Regions from separate parts of the Mus musculus genome. Here region 1 is linked to region 2. The links are chromatin contacts, called in public Hi-C maps. All regions are on one chromosome and are shown on one strand. Each heading gives the region's core, a stretch centred on a gene start, on an enhancer-like site or on the middle of the called end of the contact. The rest is flanking DNA. Distances are from core to core; before and after follow the strand shown. Region 1 overlaps Prkn (parkin RBR E3 ubiquitin protein ligase). Region 2 overlaps Prkn (parkin RBR E3 ubiquitin protein ligase).

The links. Hi-C and Micro-C count contacts between places; a contact is called where the count stands out from the background.
Region 1: a contact with region 2 is called in a Hi-C map of cerebral cortex, with 3 times the contacts expected there. The contact joins two enhancer-like sites. A contact is called at or near these places in 5 of 484 Hi-C or Micro-C datasets (the N1E-115 cell line, cerebral cortex, cortical neurons and 2 more).

The regions. Positions count from the first base shown.
Region 1 is chr17:11,267,258-11,271,901 of GRCm38.p6, reverse strand. The region is part of intron 3 of Prkn (parkin RBR E3 ubiquitin protein ligase); the gene reads right to left. Among named protein-coding and RNA genes, the nearest start is that of Gm41526, 140 kb to the right of the region's middle. Within about 2 kb of position 1,606, at least 6 of the 459 cell types and tissues checked have an H3K27ac peak or open chromatin away from gene starts, as enhancers often do. A contact at or near this core is called in cerebral cortex, where this site is marked.
Region 2 is chr17:11,609,781-11,614,105 of GRCm38.p6, reverse strand. All of the region lies in intron 6 of Prkn (parkin RBR E3 ubiquitin protein ligase), which reads right to left. Among named protein-coding and RNA genes, the nearest start is that of Gm41525, 53 kb to the left of the region's middle. Within about 2 kb of position 2,410, at least 14 of the 459 cell types and tissues checked have an H3K27ac peak or open chromatin away from gene starts, as enhancers often do. A contact at or near this core is called in cerebral cortex, where this site is marked.

The DNA of each region.
Region 1 (4,644 bases), core at 357-2,856, 340 kb after region 2:
ATCTACATCTTAAAGATAACCAACATCACTATTGACAACAGGGGAGAGTCCCACAAATCTAACAAGAGCCTGGAGAGATCACATTCTGGCTTTTCAATTACATAGTGAAACACATCTACAGAAACCCTTCTGCTAATTCACTGCTCCTGTCTTGCACCAGGCAAACTATTTCACAGCGAATAAGGTTTCCTTGGCTCTTTGAGGCAATGCTTTATAAAAATTCTAGGCATGCACATCTGAAAAATAACTTTAAAAATCTCTTGTAGCTTTCTGGCTTTCTTCCCATCTCATAAAAAATATTTGAGACTATTCAGACACCTGTCTTTCCAGTGTGATGTAAATCGATAGGTTGACTATTTCTGCACTACAGTAATGCTTTCGATGATAGAGTAATTTTATACATTGTTTATCAGCTTTCTCAATTCATTCCTTAGGAATTGTCAGAGGTATAATAAATTCTCTGTCTCCATCTTACCCTTTCCCATGTTGGTCCTCTTTCCTGTCCTTCTCTTAAATGCCAGTTCAGTTACTTGAAAAGGAAATACTGTAGAGCTATATGAAAATATCCCCCAATAGAGAGGCTAACTCTTCCAGTGTGTTCCTCACTGACCACCAGTCCAAAATAAAGTGTTAATGCTGCTCATTGATTTTAAAGAACACATATTTTACACAGAGCAACCTATTTATTTTTCTTGGGTCTTAGAATATATTAACATTTGACTTAAAACAATTTAAGACTAATTCTGCCCTTAATTAGACAAACATACCCTTTACATGGGGAGGGGATACTGAAGGAGGAACATGGCAGTGCTTCTGTAGCTCCTCCAAGTATGTGGACGGAGAACTGAGTTAGATTTACATCGGAAACTACGCGAATAAGGAGATGCTCGCTACTCCTGCAATCCTGAAACAGACAGCTGTTTCTACGTCCAGGTCATTGATATCCCAGGGTAGATCATTTGGGAAAATAACAGTCATGGGCATAGTCTGGTTCCCAGGAACTTACCTTGTATGGCAATTCTGTATAACCAACTGATACTAAGCATCCCGAGGACTTTTCATTAGGAGATTAAGACATTAGCTGATTCTTCATAAATGATAGAACCTAATTTAATCATCTCTACTGCTGTTCCAAAATAGACAACAGAAACAGGAAAGGTGATGGTAAGCACTATGCTCTCTTGCAGAGATGATAGAAGGTGGGAAGGAGCTCCAATATGCCAACTTCCCAGTGCTCTATTCCTTCATTTCACTATATAGGACACAATGAGATGGGCATGGAGAGCATCACACAGTCACCAGGACCTACTTAGAGATGAATGTCTTCCTTGACTGCCATATGTCCCTTTATCGTCTGGGCAAGCTAACTTCATATTCCTGGTAAAGTGATTGCAGAAAAGCAGGGAGTGAGTGATCATTCCAGGCAGGATGTGAGTGGGCTGTGCACTTGGCTGGCATCTCAGCCTGTCCCCACGAGTGAACGTCCTTCCCTTCCCTGGCTTAGAGCAATCATCTGTCTGGAAGTGCCTTCCTGGGACTACGTCCTTGTCTAGCCATGGCTTCCACAGTGCCTGCTTCTTCCCAGCTCTGGCTTGGACTGCTCTCTTGGTGAGGGTGAAAGTGAGTGAGTCAGCAGAGAGAGAAGCTTACACTCCCAAGAAGGCTGAGCTCCCATCTTCCCTGATGAGTAGAGGCTGGCTGACTGCACAGCCACTGAGATGTCAGAACAAGGGACCCCTCTTTAGGATCTGTGGGTGAACTGCTTTTCCCACGAGGGAAAAGAGATCCACGAGTTCTCCACGAAGATGAGGTTAGGCTGCTCACAACCAACATTTCTAATGGTTCAATGGTTTTCTTTTCTCTCTGCTAAAACTGCACTGGGGTCTCCAGATCACAGAGCTTTGATTGGATTTGCCAGCAATCAGGGTCTGCCTTAAATCAATTTAAGAAACACAGCTCACCAATCCTAGTTGTGTACTCTTAGGATAAGGCCCTTCTCGGAGCCACTATCTGCACAAAACGGCACGCGTCTTTGGAGGACATTAGCCAATACGGATTGGAAAATATATAAGACAGCTCACTGGGACAGAGAAATCAATGTCAGAGCTTGTATTTGAAACCGGCACTTGAATAAAAAGAAAAAAGTCACAGTAAGTAATGAATAATTGAATGGAGAGAGGACTGTACACCAGTACAAAAGCATGGTTTCTTTCTTCCACAAAAATAGCAAGCCTCTCTCAGAAAATAATAATACAGCACTAAGACTATTTTCTGCCACAGAGAGAGCTGAAACAGCAAACTTTGCTGTATTTTAAAAATGCTATGCATATTATTTCACTATTAACTCCCTAAGGAAAGAGGCATCTGATGCATTGCTCAGTGTCCATGAACATGGTTACTAGCATTAGATTACATTTGCATGTAAACTTATTTTTAATAAAAGACTACATATATTCTTAGAATTGTTTTTTGTTGTATAATTTTTCCTGGAAAAAAAGGAAAAGAAATGTTTATGTCTACTCAGCCCAGATGGAGAGGGCACTGACAGATCCAAAACAGTATGCCTTAGGGAAAGCTAGGTGAGTAGAAGACAGTTATGTGACTTGTGTGTCCTATTTCCATTACCTGTTTATCTCTTGTATACTCTCAGAGGGAGCTGAGACCTTGTAAGGGTCTTTTGAAGCTTTCTAAGTCTCATTAGCCTAATTCTACTACCATCTACTAGGAATGTAAAGGTTTGATGTTGTGGAGGTCATTATAGCTACCTGCTTGAATGGCCTTAGTCATATGTAACCTTGAAGAAATCGTTATATGACTATGGGGTGGATAGTGGTGGTGCATGCTGGTAGGACTGATCGAAGGAGGCAGAAGAATGGAAGCAGGACCAGAGCAGAGTGCAGAGGTAAAGCAGAGAGAGCCATATGGTGGAGATGCAATGGCAGGAGAGTCAGGTTAAGTCTAGGTGGTTAGTTGATGGACTGTTGCAGTAATAGGCCAACAGCCTTGCATTATAAAGTCTTATAAAGTATTATTAAACCACAAGTTGGACCCCCCAAAGTCCCTAAAAGAGGTGACATTTCTAGTAAAATATTGGACAGACAATACACCAAAGTAAAATGTATCCATTAATTCAATGACAGGTCAGGGGTGTGAATGTATAGGATATTCATTGGCTCACTATTAAACAAACCCTGGATAAAAGCTAATAGCCTATATGGGTTTGATTTAACAATTTATACCAATGGAAAATCAGATATCACATGGTGAACCCAATCTTTATAAAAATGAGAAAGTGTTCTCTATTTCAAGTACAAAAATGGTCAATTTAAAGAATTGAATACAAGTTTTTTCCCTCAACATTTGACAGCTATTATAAGAAATATATGTGTTTATAATTCATTATATTATTTACTGATTAAATATTACGTGCCCTGATACCTGTATTATGGCGAGCCAAACTTTTCCGTGGCTGTGTTAAATCAAGTTAGCTACAAATGCAGACGTGCAACTTCTGGCATGATCTGTAGATCAAGAACTTCTGTAGATCTGTAGAACAAGAGACCACCAGGGAAGATAACTAGGCCTTTCGTAGGTCATCGGTGAGTGGCAGAGGATGTGGAGGTGAGCCATAGATGCCTAAGAGGTTACAAATAGCTGAGAAGGCTTTGGACTCGGATGGAGAGATGCTTGGTATCTGGGCTCATATTCAGTGTGGCTGGACCACTCAGTGAGGGAAGTGACTGGAATGGGCCCAGAAGCAAATGGTAGCCAAGTCTTGGCAGGCCTTATCAGCTAGGCTTGGGATTTCACATTTTGATCAGTTGAATTCACTGGAGAGATTTCAGGGATGAACTGAATGAGCTTATGCAAAGAGTTTTCCAGGAGAGGGACCATATTAAAATAAAGGACAGGAGCTCTGTGAACTACAGACCACCCAGCCGTGAACCATCACCAACAAGCCAAGACGTCCCAGCCACCGAGATGAGCTGTGAGAATTCCCATCCATAAACACAACCTTGAGGGAGGTGACGTCATGCTCCTTCCTGCTGCAATCCCATGCCTCTGTGGGAGCTCTATTCCGGGACCCTGCTGCCAGCAGTTATATTTTTACAGTGCAAAGGTGCATCAGAATGGGTTGTGTGGAATTTTGTGGTAAGTTTGTAATTTTAAGTCACTAGTGATAAGGTTCAAAGCCATGATATTACTGTGATACAATGATTCTACATTGACAACAAGTGAAATAGTTAAGACAAGCTGGAAACATGCACAGAGAATCCCAAATACTGAGTGAGTATTCTGTGCTGAGGGTGAACACATTTAGACACGCTCATGAGAACTTAGTTCATCTTCAAAATGTCTGCTATGAGGAGTAAGATGGGGATCTGAAGGTGTTCCCTGTTCTGTGATTATGAAAATGTCTGGGTTTTCTTACTTAACCCAGGTAATATTTGTATCTGGTGGCAATGTTTGTCAGAAGGCCAGTATGGCTTACAGCCCTAACCAGAGATTCCCAGTTCCCAACTTTACCTAGGCAATGGCATGTATTCAGCCTGTGTTCACTGGCTTGACAACAGAAATAACTGTCAACCAAATATGCTCAAGTCTCCTCCTTTCTTTTCCACCATGGCCTCTGGCAACTGGCCA
Region 2 (4,325 bases), core at 1,161-3,660:
TTGAGGTGGGAGGAGCCTCCTGTGTGAGATGAGGACTGGATACCCTGATATCAAATAGGTACGCAGCCTTCAGATAATGTGGGGGTCTACTGTTACACACACTCCCGGGCTTGGGGTGAGTGATGGTTACAATTGGCAGGAAAGAGCCACTGCTCAAGCTGACTGTTGCCTTGCTGGCTTTAGTATCTGCTGTGACAGCAGGATCTATCCACCCTGCAGAGCTCTGTGAGGATGGATGGTCAGAACTGAGCCTTAGAATGTCATTCTTGTGGCTCCCCTTGACAGATGTCCTGGCCCAAACTTTCGGGGTATCAGCAATACCCTCATGGGGTAAGTCTGCCACTTGAGATTAGAATTAATGTCTCCTGGGCTTTGCGGCATTGAGAAATACCCAGCAAATCTCATGAAATATGAACTAGGAAAGGAGTTAAATATGCTCTAAGGGAAAAGCAGGAATCACCTTTCATTAATACTTTGAAAGAAATTAAAGACCCGGTCTATTAGCCTGGTGGAAGCTGTTGACGGTCGTGGGTGGATGTGAAGAAAAGTACAGATTCCCAGGGAAAGGCTGGGGGGCTGCCTAAGACAAAGGGATTCAAAGTGGGACCTGGACGCCATCCCACTCCACACCCCCTATGGAAGCATGCTCACCCGGCTTCCCTGGCTCTTGTTTACTCTGTGACACTGCGATCAGAATTTGTCACTCTGGGAGTTACATCTGATGTTACAGCCTGGAGCAGAGCTGAACCAAAATAAACAATCTGCTCTCTTCTGCTTAGACTAATAGGACAGTGATGTAAGGCCCTGCACTGAAGTGCTTCCCCTCCCAGCGCTGCGGCCCTCAGTGGAGCTACCGCGGGAGATGGGAAATGGGAAGTGGGGCTGGTTTCCAGTGCTGGGGAGGGTTGGGCAGGGCCGGTGGAAGTTTCACATTTGCCTTGGTCTGTACCCGGTGGAGTCACCAAGATGGGAGAGTGAGCTTTCAAGCTGCAGACGCCGAAGCCTTTTTCATTGAATTCTTCCTGAGCCTGGTGACCTCCGAGTCTGGATTCTGTGCACACGCAGACTAGCTGTGGGAGTTTTCATTATAACTCACAGAGAAGGTGGGCGGCTTGCAATGCCTGTAGGTTTAAGCTGCCCACAGAGGCATTTCCAGTTGTCTTAAACACTCCATACATGGCACACAGCGTGCGTGCGCACACACACACACACACACGCACGCACACACACACACACACACACACACACACACACACAGGGGTGAGGGCGGGCGCTGGGGAGGGAGAGATGCTTGCTAGCATTTGCCATTCTTGCTGGCTTTAGCCACTGAGACAACAGGCTCTAGACAGCGCTCCTACAATCGGCTTCAGGATGGATTTAGATCATCACTCTTCAAATTCTGTCGGGAGCACCAAGGGCTCTCTCCTGCCCTCCTCTTCCTGTCTCTCCACCTCTTCCTCCCATGACTCCCTCACCCCCTCTCTCTAACTCCCCACCATGTTCCAGGAATCTCATATTCACCTGTAGCACACACAGGCTCCTGATGCCAGTGATGTGAGTTCCCTAACCTGTTTTCAGCCCTGATGCAAGGGAGTTTCCATATATGATTGGGTTGAAACTGTCAGCCGAGTGGCCTGGATTGAGTCTGGCCTCGTACATGCAATCAGTGTACAGTTTTGTCATCTCATGCTCAGTGAAGTGTGAATGAGAACACAGTGAGCTTGCACGAACAAGAACGGAGGTAACATAGGTTCCCTTTGATAAACAGGTACTTTCAACCTTCAGCGTTTTCTCTGAGTTGTGAAGGATATGTGGTTTCAAGTCTCTGAGTGAGGGCTTTCTTCCCTCTGAAATAAACATTATGATCAGCTAAGATACCTGGGAGGAAAAAAATGTGGGAAGGAAGACTTCCCATCCACTTGTAAGCTCCTCTGGCCACTCCCTCCCCCGTCACATCCCTATGTCTGGGAGAGCTGTTCGGTTCCTAGCTTCTCAGGCTTTTCTGCTCCCAAGCTTCCATAGAGAGTGAAGCTATGTGAACCCCAGAGTTACTGATGCCACATCTGTGAATCGGGTGAGCCCATTCAACTGTGGATCTGGCTCGCCTTCCTCCAATGCAGTTCTCGCCCGCACCCCTGTGACAGTCAATGGCTCACACTATTAACTCATTCCTGCTCCCCCTCAGCCGTGCTTCTAGACAAATCGGGGCATGGGGGTAGGGGGTGGGTGTGGCACAGGGCAGCCAATTTGTTGGTGACATCCTAAGGGGAAAAAAAATGTGCTGTGGCCAGTCTTTTGTTCCAAGTGATGTCTCCTTCAAACATCCTCCAGCTTTCTGGATAGGCTGATGGAAAATTCCCTGGTCTGCAAGTCTGTGAGCTTTTCCATTCTTCAACTCAGAAAATGAATAAACAGGAAGAGAAGACAGAAAGAAAATACACCGTTCTGCCCCTAGGTGGGGCCACTGCCCACATGTGCCGCGTGTCGGTGCATTAAAATTCGCTTTTCTTGCAGTGAGGCCAAGTTCAGGTAGCAACGGAGAACTGATAATGTAAAATGAACTTTGAGCTGCTGTAAGAAAGTCTTCAGTCCCACGGACCTCACTCATAGGTCCTAGGACTCCTTGAATTCCCCTATTTGTCTTTTAAAACGTATGTCCTTATTCAAGCATAAACGGCTGGAAACACCCCAGCATCTGTTCTCGAAGGATGGGCTGTGGGCAATAAGAACCTAACAGCAGGGAGATAGTTTACAAAATATTTGGTCAAACAAAGGCGAATGTCAATCTGTCTGTCTGGGGGATAGGTGTGAGGATCCCAGAGCCACTAGCTGCAGCAATTTTGATTAAAGGAAGTATAGGAATAACTGCTCATACAGCTTTCAGCCTGTGAGTTCGACCTATAGTCTGTGGGGGCACATGAACCCCAGGATACCTATGAATGTAGCCTGGTACAGAATTACAAACTTCCTTAACACATTAGAGGGAGAGACTCTATTTTCTTACTGTCTTCGTGAATTGATTGTGTGGTTACAAGATGGAGGGTACATTTGATTGGGGTTGGGAGAAAGGAAGGCATGGCGGACAGGGTAGCTTGATGTTGGTGGCTGAGATGCCTCATCTCTGGAATGGGAAACAGAGAAAGTAGGATGTGCTACAGGCTTCTTCCTCTTTCCTTTCACTCTTTTTATTCACTCATGGGCTTTGCCCATAGAAAGGCTTTTCACTTCACTTTGCTATCACAGACACACCCAAGGTATGCTTCATTGATTCCCTGAGTGGTGTTTCTTAGTCCAACCGAGTGAACAAAGTCAACCTAACATACCAGGATATTAAGAAATTTGTTCAGGGCTGGAGAGATGGCTCAGGGATTAAGAGAACTTTCTGTTCTTGCAGAGGACCTGATTTCTGCTCCCAGCCTCACAGTTACCTAGAGCTGCAGCTCCTGGGGCATGTCACACCTCTGGCTTCCGTGGGTACCTGCACTGGTAGTCAGGTACAACCCTTTATGGAGACAAAAGGATAAACAGCAGTGTGGAGGGGTGAGAAATGGCAGGAAGCACAGGGAGGAATCTGTTCAATATACAATATATACTTTAAAGTCTGAAACCTTTAGACATGAAAGAAAGAAATTTCTCTGAAATGATCCCATAAACTCTTAACACATGATCAAATTCTAAAACCTCAGCTTTAGCCCTAAAAAAAAAAAAAAAAAAAAAAAAAGCCACAAAGGTGCCTGCTCACGGGAGGCCTTGGGACTGGATCTGTGCCCCTCATGGTCCAGAAAGACTTGGGTGACCACCCCAGAACACCTACATTTGACCTTGTCCTTCCAGCCCCTGGCACTATAGAATCCATTCTCATTATTCCTCCCTAGCAAGGCTGTCCTGGGCTGTCCTTATGTGAAATGTTCTCTAGACCCAGTCTAGATGGCAGCCCACAACTCAGAAATATCTCTAGTCATCTTTCTTCTTCACCCTGGTGCCATCAGAGCCCTGCAGAGCGGGGACCAGTGGCCTTGCTAATCTGCTGCAGGACAGTGACATGGCTGTTACACTGCTGTAGAACTGCAGTCCTAGAGCGAATGGCACAGTGGGTACTCTCTTCACGGACATGGTAAGAGTGAGCTGTGACAATGGAGGAGTGCAGGGGCGGCAACCAGAGTGACCAGGCAGCATGCCCTAAGTGCAACATCTCCAGAGCTTGAAGTGATACACTGGAGCTGTACCGGGCCTGGGGTGGGACAGTGCTGCAAGTCAGCGGAGAAACAGAGAGAACAAAGCCACAAGAGAAAGAGATGGGAGAAGGAGCCCCGTTATCAGGAAAC